Linked DNA regions of Mus musculus: all the other regions are linked to region 2. Evidence: chromatin contacts called from public Hi-C and promoter capture Hi-C data. All regions are on one chromosome and are shown on one strand. The core of a region is the stretch at or near the end of the contact, and the rest is flanking DNA. Distances in the headings are between cores, read along the strand shown. Region 1 has its middle 5.9 kb from the start of Gm41252. Region 2 holds the start of Mbnl2 (muscleblind like splicing factor 2). Region 3 holds the start of 4930404K13Rik (a long non-coding RNA gene).

Region 1 (3,032 bases), core at 76-2,575, 300 kb after region 2:
GCAGAGCCAGCCCCCAGGTGAAGAGAATAAATAACACAGGAATCCCAGGGGCAGGAGCTAGCTTGGTATATTTGCCATTTTCCACTTAGACCCCCAGGAAGTGATAGTCATCGAAGTGAGCTATAGACAAGATCGCTGTGGCCAAGAACCAGGATCGGCTCTAGCAACCCAGCACATCTGCAGCTGGAATCTGCTTCTAGCTCTGATTCTGACTAAGGGGGACTGGAGCCTCATTTGTCCTGATGACCTAGGATGACGCCCCAAGTGCCATCCACGATACATACACTGATTAGCAAGGCATGAGGTGGCCACTGATGGATCTGGGGAAGGAGGAAGGCATGTGACTGTCCTCTAGAAGAGAATGTTACATGATAGAAACAGTAAAGCTACAAACAATGACTAACTGATGCTTATCCAGTTCCTTCCACACAGTGACTGACCTCTGTCACAGGTCCCCTAGTCCTTAACCAGCTGCATGGTAAACATTGTCACCTCTAACAATAGAGAAGAAAGCCCTCCCTCACACTCTGTTCTTTCCAACCTACTAGCCACTAAAGTTCTTTTGAGTAATTTTAAAATAAAATTAAAACATATTTAAATTACTCTGTGTTATCCAGAAATCATTTGCATCATGTAGAATGCATGTAGAATGTGCTTATTTTAGAAACAATGGCATTTTTCTCTTGAGTCATGAGTCCAGGAACATTTTTTTTTAACTCACTAAGCCACTGCACACATCTCTGACTCTTGCTACAGGGTGAGCATTTGGTCACCACCCCACAGCTATGAACTCCTGAAATAGGTCTAGATGGCTAATTTTAAATTTAAAATTACACTTTGCTGCCTGCTTAGCTAGCCTTGGGTGTTTCTGGTTGGTGACACTATCTAAAGCTACATTATCTTGGACTGTTATTATCGAAGAAAGAGCAACATCTAGAGCAGAGATAAGGGACCAGGGGAGAGAAGAGTGAGGAGCTGAAGGGAAGAGGAGGGGAGACAGGAAGGAAAAGAGGCAGTGAGAGGTACAGACCATCCCTGCTCTCTCAGGGACCACTGAGGCAGACCCAGGATTCTGTTTGTTGGCCACTGGACTCTGCACCCCAGGACACCCTGACCCCAATCTGCCTGTTTGCCCTGGGAAGGTCACCTACAATGGAGGGGCAAAGAAAAAATACTAAGACAGAGCAAAGGGACAATGCAAAGAGGAACAAAAGGAGGTTAGGCACCGGGGACCTGAGTCATGGCTTTGGAAACCAAGAGGTTTGTAAACGGAAGCCTGGGGACCCTTCAGGAAGTGGTTGTCACCTGTGCTCTGCTGTGCTCAGCAGAACAGAGAGCTGCTGACAGAGGAAAGAAGGAAAAGCAGCTGTTTGGGGATCAGAAAGATCTGGTTCTAGTTTCCGAGCAGTCACCAAGTCACGTGCCTGAGCACGGAAGTCAACACACAGAGACCGAGCCTCATCTTCCGAATCAGGACCTTGGGAAGATGACTTTGATCTTAGCATCCGCGCGCCTCTTCCTTGCCCCTTCAGTTAGCAGCATGCTTCACTTGTGTTCTAGAGTGAAACCTAAAGCCAACTCCAACCTGTGAGGTCATGGGGCACTCTTAGCCCATGCACCCTAAGGATGAAGCACAAGAGGGCCCCCATTAACAAGGCCACCACAGGACTGTAGGTGAGTATCTCCCATGAACTAAACGTATTTCTTTATTCATAAAAGTCAAACATCACCTCTTTTTGATGCATGCCACAAGGAAATCTAAGCAATGCAAACACTAAAGCTACATGAAGATCAGGAATAAGGTTTAGAACTTTGCCTACGTGGTCTAAAGAATGATCGACTCTTAGGCAATACTTAAAGATAGATCGTAAGTGTTAGCATTTTGTCTAAGCTCTGTCCCACAGTTACCTGGCAACAGCCAGGTGTGCCTGACTCACTATAAAAGGGGCTGCTTGTCTCCTCCTCTCTCTCGATTGCTCTCTTGCCTTCCTGCTCCTGCTCGCCACATGCTCATGCCTGGCCTCTACCTCTCTCTCTCTCTCTCTCTCTCTCTCTCTCTCTCTCTCTCTCTCTCTCTCTCTCTCTCTCTCTCTCCCCTTTCTCTGTCTCTACTACCCTCTTGACTCCCCTCCCCATGCCCTGAATAAACTCTATTCTATAGTATATCATCCTATGGCTGGTCCCTCATGAAGAAGGGATGCCTCAGCATAGGCCAGTAGAGGCACTTCTTGCCCCCTTACCTGACTACACATCCACCAAAACATATCCCCTCTCTCTTTATCTTTTTATAAACATATCAATAAGCAACCAAATTACATATGTATGTGTATCTACATATCTATAGGTATAGACCTCATGTGTATTTAATGTTTTATTATGACTTGTTTTGTGACAGAATGTAGCACACAGCCCTTTGCATTCATTTAACTCACATATAAGCTATTGAGTGGAAGAACTGTAAGATATTTGCTTGCAAAAAGGTGACCCTTCTCTCAAAATTTAGAGACCCACATCCCACTCCTACAAAGCCTTTTATTTTTCTTTCCAAGGGAAGCCCAGAGTCTTGTACCTTGTGCTCCTAACACTGTGTATTCAGAATTATTTATTTATTGAATTTCAGAGTCACACTCCTTCTCAAGAGTACAAGGTCACAGGCAAAGGACTCTGGCAGTTTTGGTCATAAACATACTTGTGACCTGACTGCAGTTAAGCTCAAGGGCGTCAGGGAGACAAGGAGGGAGCTGAAAACAATCCTCGGGTTTCTGAATGCCTCATCTGTGTGCCTCTTAGTCAAAGACTGGAGCATCTGCTTGCAACTTAATTGGCTTCCCCCACCCCCTTCTTTCTTTACGTGAGAAAATAAAAATGATTTGACCCCCAAATCATGGGAAAATGGATCAGAGAGTAAAGCGGAATGAGTCTGTTCTGCAGTAGGTGTAGTTGAGGGGTGGGATGCAATTAAACACAGCATTTCTGCCACCATGGCAAACATCACTGGGGAACGAGGGCTTGCCTTGCACTGGGGATGGCAG
Region 2 (2,890 bases), core at 197-2,696:
AAAGATTTCCACTTGTTTAAATGTAGCTAATTTAACTTTCCAGGAAAAACAAAACAAAACAACAGACTTAACCAAAGCCTATCAAAGATAATATTGACTAGAAATGAAAATCAATATTAGAGATTAAAGTGAAGAGGAGTAAAATAAGATATTCTATTGAAGAAAATTAGTCCACAAGTCACAAGAAATGATGTGTTTTAAGAACACAATTCCAAAATCTAAAAATACCAAAACCATTACATTCTGCCCTGTTACTCCATTCCAGATGCATTCGTTAAACAGTTGCAGAGAGAGAGAGAGAGAGAGAGAGAGAGAGAGAGAGAGAGAGAGAGAGAGAGAGAGAGAGAGGCTCAATCTTTCAGATGAATAGGATCTTTGTTCTTGCCTGTAGTTAGTCACGGGACCTTCATACTTAATTTTTAAGATGCAAAATGTTGTGTTTTGTGGAAGGAAAATGTGTGCTTATTGTGTTTTCTAAATGCCATATGTTTTTGTTTTTGTTTTCAAAGCATGCAGAAATGCTGTTGACTGAGAAGAAGAAAAAAATAACCCTTTCCGTTCTTTTTTTTCTTGCTTTATCTTAGGGAACCTCTGGCATCTGTGGGTCAACCTTTGTAGATTGAAAATGGAGGATGTCCCTTAGGTCAGTGCCATGTGTATTCAGCAGTAAACGCCCTCCAGCAGTCATTGCGGCACTAAAGACAGGATGGGCAACGTATGAGCATTTATCAAATGGCATCTAAGAAGGTTAAGACACAGTTAATCCCCCAGTGGGTGCCAGCCAAGAGCCTCAAAGCTTAATGTAGAGATATCAGTTCTGTCCTTCGGCATCCCCTAATTGAAGTCTCTAGTGCTCTGGAAACTTAGATGGAAAATATATGGGTTCCAGTAAGTAGCCACTGAAATGACAGCTCTCTAGAAAAGCTGTGTGCTGGGGCTTCAAGCATGGTCTGGTCTTCAGTGTGCAATCCAACTTGGCTATAGCCTCCCTCCGTCATGGAAATTGCCTGCAAATGTTTCGTAAGGTATCACTTTGCATGAAAAACACTGAATTGTCTCACAAACGAATGTGTACATCTATGTCAGTATGCTTCCTCAAACGCCCTAAGACTTTAGTTTGGGATCCAATTGGATTTCTTGGCCATCTTAGGAGTTTCGTGATTCCCGGAGTGTTTATGATGCAACTCCCAGCTACGGGCTGGGTGTCTCGAAGCGTATTTGTCTGAGCTACCCCTCTCTGTGCTCTGCCAATTATGTGCCACTTTGTCTCGGAGCTATGACTGCTTTCCTCGGAGAGGGAGATCCCTTTTCCATCAGTATGGACGCACTGTTTTCAGAGCCTGCCAGCGCTGTGTTGCTGTGTCAGTCATCCTATGAGGACCAGTTTCAGACGAGGAGGGCTGACGAGCTGGCCGGGGATTGGTGGGCTGAGCCTGGGCGGGGCCTGTGGGAAGGAAGGGCTGCAGCTCACAGCAACAGAGTTTAGACTGTCTTTGCTTCATCATCTGAAGGTAAAATTTTCCAGCCACGGCCGGCGGCTCGCAGAGTACAATAAACAGGGACGGAGAACTATTTGCATGGACCCCCCTTCCTCATGATGCGGTGGAGAAGCCACGGCCACTCGGTCCTGCCAGATGTTCTTGGGGTTACTGTACATGGGGAAGACGAGCAGAGCTAAACAAGGTAGGAGAAACAACCCCCCCTCCCCAATTTTTTTTTAATGTTTAAAGAGTTTGCTGCAGTATGCTGCATTCCATGTGTGTGCTTAGGGAAGCCAGGGAGACCGATTCCACTAATTCGAACGGAATACTCGCAGGAAACCCTGGAGTTTTACGTAACGTTTGGATTTGAGAACAAGAAACGGCAAAGCTGGAATCTACGCCGCCCGTTTAGGGTGAGGCATTAAAAAAAAAAAAAAAAAACCGAGGTTTTTATTTATTTATTTAAAGGACAGATTTGTTTATTATTATTATCTTTAATTATCTGAAAGATCCAGGCCAGGATTATCTTAAGATAATGGAGGTTTTTTACTGCCAGAGTGGGCTACAGAATAAAGTTTACGTGTTTCCTGTTCTTTGAAAACATACTTGAAATTAAGAATTTAAAAAAAAAATCTGCTTAAATAATCATCGGCTGAACGTTTGGGACGAAAATATGTCTGTTTCTTGGAAATTGGGGGCCACCCTGGTGCTACAGGGCAATGGCTTTAATTGAGTTTCAAAAGCACATTTTAAGCAGCACCAGGGCAGAAGAGGAAGCTTCCTGGCTAGTCTTAGACACTGTGGTTCAATGTTTACATTGCTTTTCCTGGCAGCCTCTGTCTTTGTTTCCAGCTTAAAAGTGGAACCATTATATTCAAAAGTAAGGCTGGGTTAATAATGCTTACTGCAATTATCTGATCTGTATGCATTTTTAATGAGAACACACAGCCAGCAGAATAATTTAATGAGAGCAGGCTAGCTTTTAAAGCTGGGCTCTCACTATGCCCAGCCAGATCAACTTTCTTGCCGAGAAGCAGCGGCTGGAAAGGGTGAAGCAGATTTATTTTTAACACACTTGGCCCAGGAGAAGGGAAGGCTTTCTCTGTGTTAAAGAATTCTTTCTGCCCTTTTCCGTTTTAAATTTCTGCCAGGCTGAGGAAACCGTGTTTTTTTTGTTAGGCCTTGGAAGCATGTGTTTACAATAAATGTGTAACATTTTTAGAATAGTTAGCAAGCACTGAAGCGAAGGGGGGAAAAAAAACTTGCCTAACTGCCACCTCCGTGAATGTTCTAATGTTCTTCAAAAAAGCCTTACTGTCTCTTTAAAAGACAAAGATTAAGTCGGAAAATGTCTATTAGGGCATTTTTATATTTAGGCAGCAACAAGGAACAAAAATTAAATGAGACAT
Region 3 (2,818 bases), core at 7-2,506, 480 kb before region 2:
AAGAAACCCAGAAACTAGTAAGCACACCATGGTGTGTTTATGAAGGAGACTAACAGTTATGCTGCTGACAATTGCAATCTCCAGGCATTTGAATGAGTACTAACCCCTTGAGGTGCTCTGTCCACCGAGAGTGTCAGGACGCGACCCTGAACCTTCCCCTTGCCCGTGCTCAGAGCAGAAGGAGGCGTGACGGATGAACTGTGCTGTTCTCTGTAGGCCGGTTCTGTGTCAACTCCAGCTGGAGATTTATCCTCTGTTCTTCTCTGTCCTTGCACCCTGTGGATAAAATTAACAAAAGATTATTCATGGGCTCAATGGCCTTATTCGAGACTGTTTCTTTTTGGCAGTACAAGGTATATTTATTTGAAGTCCAACCTGTTCTTTAACCACTCAAGTCACTGACTCTAAATAATTAGCAGTTACTAAATTTACCCTGTGAGAATTGAGCTCCTAGGGAGGCTTTCAAGCCTGACAGCTCCTCCCCACACTTCCTGACTCCCTCCACTGTCCTTCTCCTGTCTCCCTTCCCCAGTCCCTTCCTCTTCTCCTGTCTTCTCTCTAGTTCTCTTCCTTGTTTTTCAAGAAATAGAAACTTGAACCAACATTGTGTCCCAGTGTCATCCTTATTCCAGGAATAACTCAGTAAGAGAACCGAGGAAAGGGACCCCAGTGTATGGAATGGTGCAGAGTGCCCTCCTGGGACTTTTGCAGATGAGGTCTGAGCAGAGCCGGGGGGTATGGAAAAGCAACTCTGAGGTGGAAAAATTACAAACTGAAAAGATTCCAAACCAGATAGTTCTCTAAAACTGATTTCAGACGTCTGCTTTCATATAAACACAAGGAAATGGGAGCCACCATTTTAGAGCTGACGCTGACGGCCCCACTGAGAACTCCACGACTTGGCAAAGATTTTAAAGCTTCTTTGTTTCAGTTTGGTCACAGATGCATTAGTGCTAAAAGTAGCTACATTGTATTGTTGTTGTTGATTAAATGAGTTAATGTTTGTAATACATTTAGTACAGTGCTGGAATCTCACAGCTCTTTGTAAGCTTTCCTAACTATAAGGAGTGTGTCTGTCTGTGTGTGTGTGTGTGTATGTGTGTGTGTGTGTGTGTGTGTGTGTGTGTGTGTGTGTATACACACACACATCATATATATATCATCATATATATATATATATATATATATATATATATATATATATAGCATCATATATATATATATGAGAGAGAGATAAATTTGGGCAAGAAAGTAAACTGCAAGGCACAATATTCCAGTATGGATTTCAAACATAATTATTCTCAAGTAACTGTGAGGTTACAAAAAAAATTAGATTTAAAAGTGGTGTGATAATTATCCCTAAATATCAAAGGGAGATGGCTCTGTATGCTTATGGTGGAGGCATAATATGATTGTCTGAATTTGTGTGTTAAGACCCGCCCACTATGGATGGCAGCACTTCCTGGCTGGAATCCTTGATTATATAAAGAAGGGATCTGAGCAGCAGTGTGTATTTGGCACTTAGCTCCTGAGTCAAGGGATGTGACAAGCTATATTGAGCTCCTGCTTGCACAACACTCCCTTCATGGACTATACTCCCAAAGTGAAATCCAGAATCGAGCTTTGGGTGGCTCTTGACGAAGTATTTCATTATAGTAACAGGAAGGAGACTAAGACAAACGGTATAAGGAACAAAACTGGAGAAATGCAAAACGCAGACTGTGTGACTGCCATACTAACAGAACCATGCGCGTGCCCTTTGACGACGACGACGAGCACTTTGTAGTAGTCTTAATTTAACGTTTCCTCCTTCACTGCTCCGGAGTCTAAGCGCTTCCTCACACAGAGCTTCCCATGAACCACTTCAAAGCCTGTTCTACGGAAAACGGGAATAACACTAATTTTAGCTCCAATTGTTATACTTCCAAAGAGGCCTTTACAAAGGGTTGAGTTGGACTGGTTTTAAAAAAAATCTATAACAGAAAATAGACTGGTTCGAAAGTGATTGGTCTTAGGAAGAGGAGAGCTCAGCTCAGCATGGCCCGATGGAGAAGGGAAGAGGAACTAGCGATGATTATATCTATGCTTTCATCGGAGGCTCCCAAAGCACCTGAAACCAACTCTCATTACCGTTGCCTTAAATAGATGAAGCCGTCGAGATAGTGAGTTAAGCGCGCTTCCCAAGGTCACACTCTTGCTTGCTAACATAGCGATAAAAATCCAATATCCCTGATAAGTGCCCGCTGCCCTCTCATCCCCTCGCATCGATTGGGTGTGTGGTGCACAAAGCAGATGGATAGGGAGATCTCGGAAGTACTTCTAGCCCCCACCCCATCCCCGCCATCTTGCTCAGCGCCCCTCCCCCATTCATCCCGGATTGCTCTGGACAAGCTTTCCATCATCGGCTGGCTTCTGTTCCTGCAGAATTCTTGCTACTTGAGAGGTCAGAACGACAAGTCTATTTCTTGTCTGCTCTTTTACTCTACTTTGGCTCTATCTCCCACTTCCAGCTCGCATGGAAGGAATCAGGTCCCGGCCTCGCATGGAAGGAATCGGGTCCCGGCTTCTGGGTTTTGCTAGATCTTTGCTTCATTGATTACTTCTCTGTGAATGCCTGACCTGTTTGTGGATGCTTGCAGAAGTCTCTGAAATTTTCAGTACTGCAAAGCGACTTTTTCTTCAATCTGTCTCTAGTGTCTATTCCACTGGCCACGTCCTTAAGAAGAAAAGCAGATAAATAAAGAGATCTTGTGCCATTCAGCAGGGTGATCATTAGCAATATAGGAGTCCAGTTCATTGAAACCAAATGTCATAAAAT

Evidence for each region. Promoter capture Hi-C pulls out the DNA fragments that hold promoters and counts their contacts. A called contact is a pair of places that touch in the nucleus more often than the background predicts.
Region 1: a Hi-C map of double positive thymocytes shows a contact between it and region 2, with 3 times the contacts expected there. The contact joins the enhancer-like site here to the promoter of Mbnl2 in region 2. A contact is called at or near these places in 1 of 39 promoter capture datasets (pre-B cells), 3 of 484 Hi-C or Micro-C datasets (cortical neurons, double positive thymocytes and group 2 innate lymphoid cells), 2 of 115 datasets of contacts at active chromatin or transcription factors (bone marrow-derived macrophages and memory CD8 T cells) and 1 of 9 other capture datasets (adipose tissue).
Region 3: a promoter capture Hi-C map of hippocampal neurons shows a contact between it and region 2, with 4 times the contacts expected there. The contact joins the promoter of 4930404K13Rik here to the promoter of Mbnl2 in region 2. A contact is called at or near these places in 2 of 39 promoter capture datasets (cranial neural crest and hippocampal neurons).

Annotation. Positions count from the first base shown.
Region 1 is chr14:120,571,101-120,574,132 of GRCm38.p6, forward strand. No RefSeq gene overlaps it. Among named protein-coding and RNA genes, the nearest start is that of Gm41252, 5.9 kb to the right of the region's middle. Within about 2 kb of position 1,326, at least 84 of the 459 cell types and tissues checked have an H3K27ac peak or open chromatin away from gene starts, as enhancers often do. A contact at or near this core is called in bone marrow-derived macrophages, double positive thymocytes, group 2 innate lymphoid cells and 2 more, where this site is marked.
Region 2 is chr14:120,274,223-120,277,112 of GRCm38.p6, forward strand. Mbnl2 (muscleblind like splicing factor 2) reads left to right here and starts at 1,447. Exons shown (of 8, transcript NM_207515.2): 1 at 1,447-1,683. The region is part of intron 2 of Gm52122 (a long non-coding RNA gene); the gene reads right to left.
Region 3 is chr14:119,797,184-119,800,001 of GRCm38.p6, forward strand. It overlaps 4930404K13Rik (a long non-coding RNA gene), which reads left to right and starts at 1,257. Exons shown (of 2, transcript XR_383778.4): 1 at 1,257-2,162. All of the region lies in intron 1 of Hs6st3 (heparan sulfate 6-O-sulfotransferase 3), which reads left to right. Gm41249 (a long non-coding RNA gene) reads right to left here and starts at 1,800. Exons shown (of 3, transcript XR_003951102.1): 1 at 1,741-1,800; 2 at 105-276.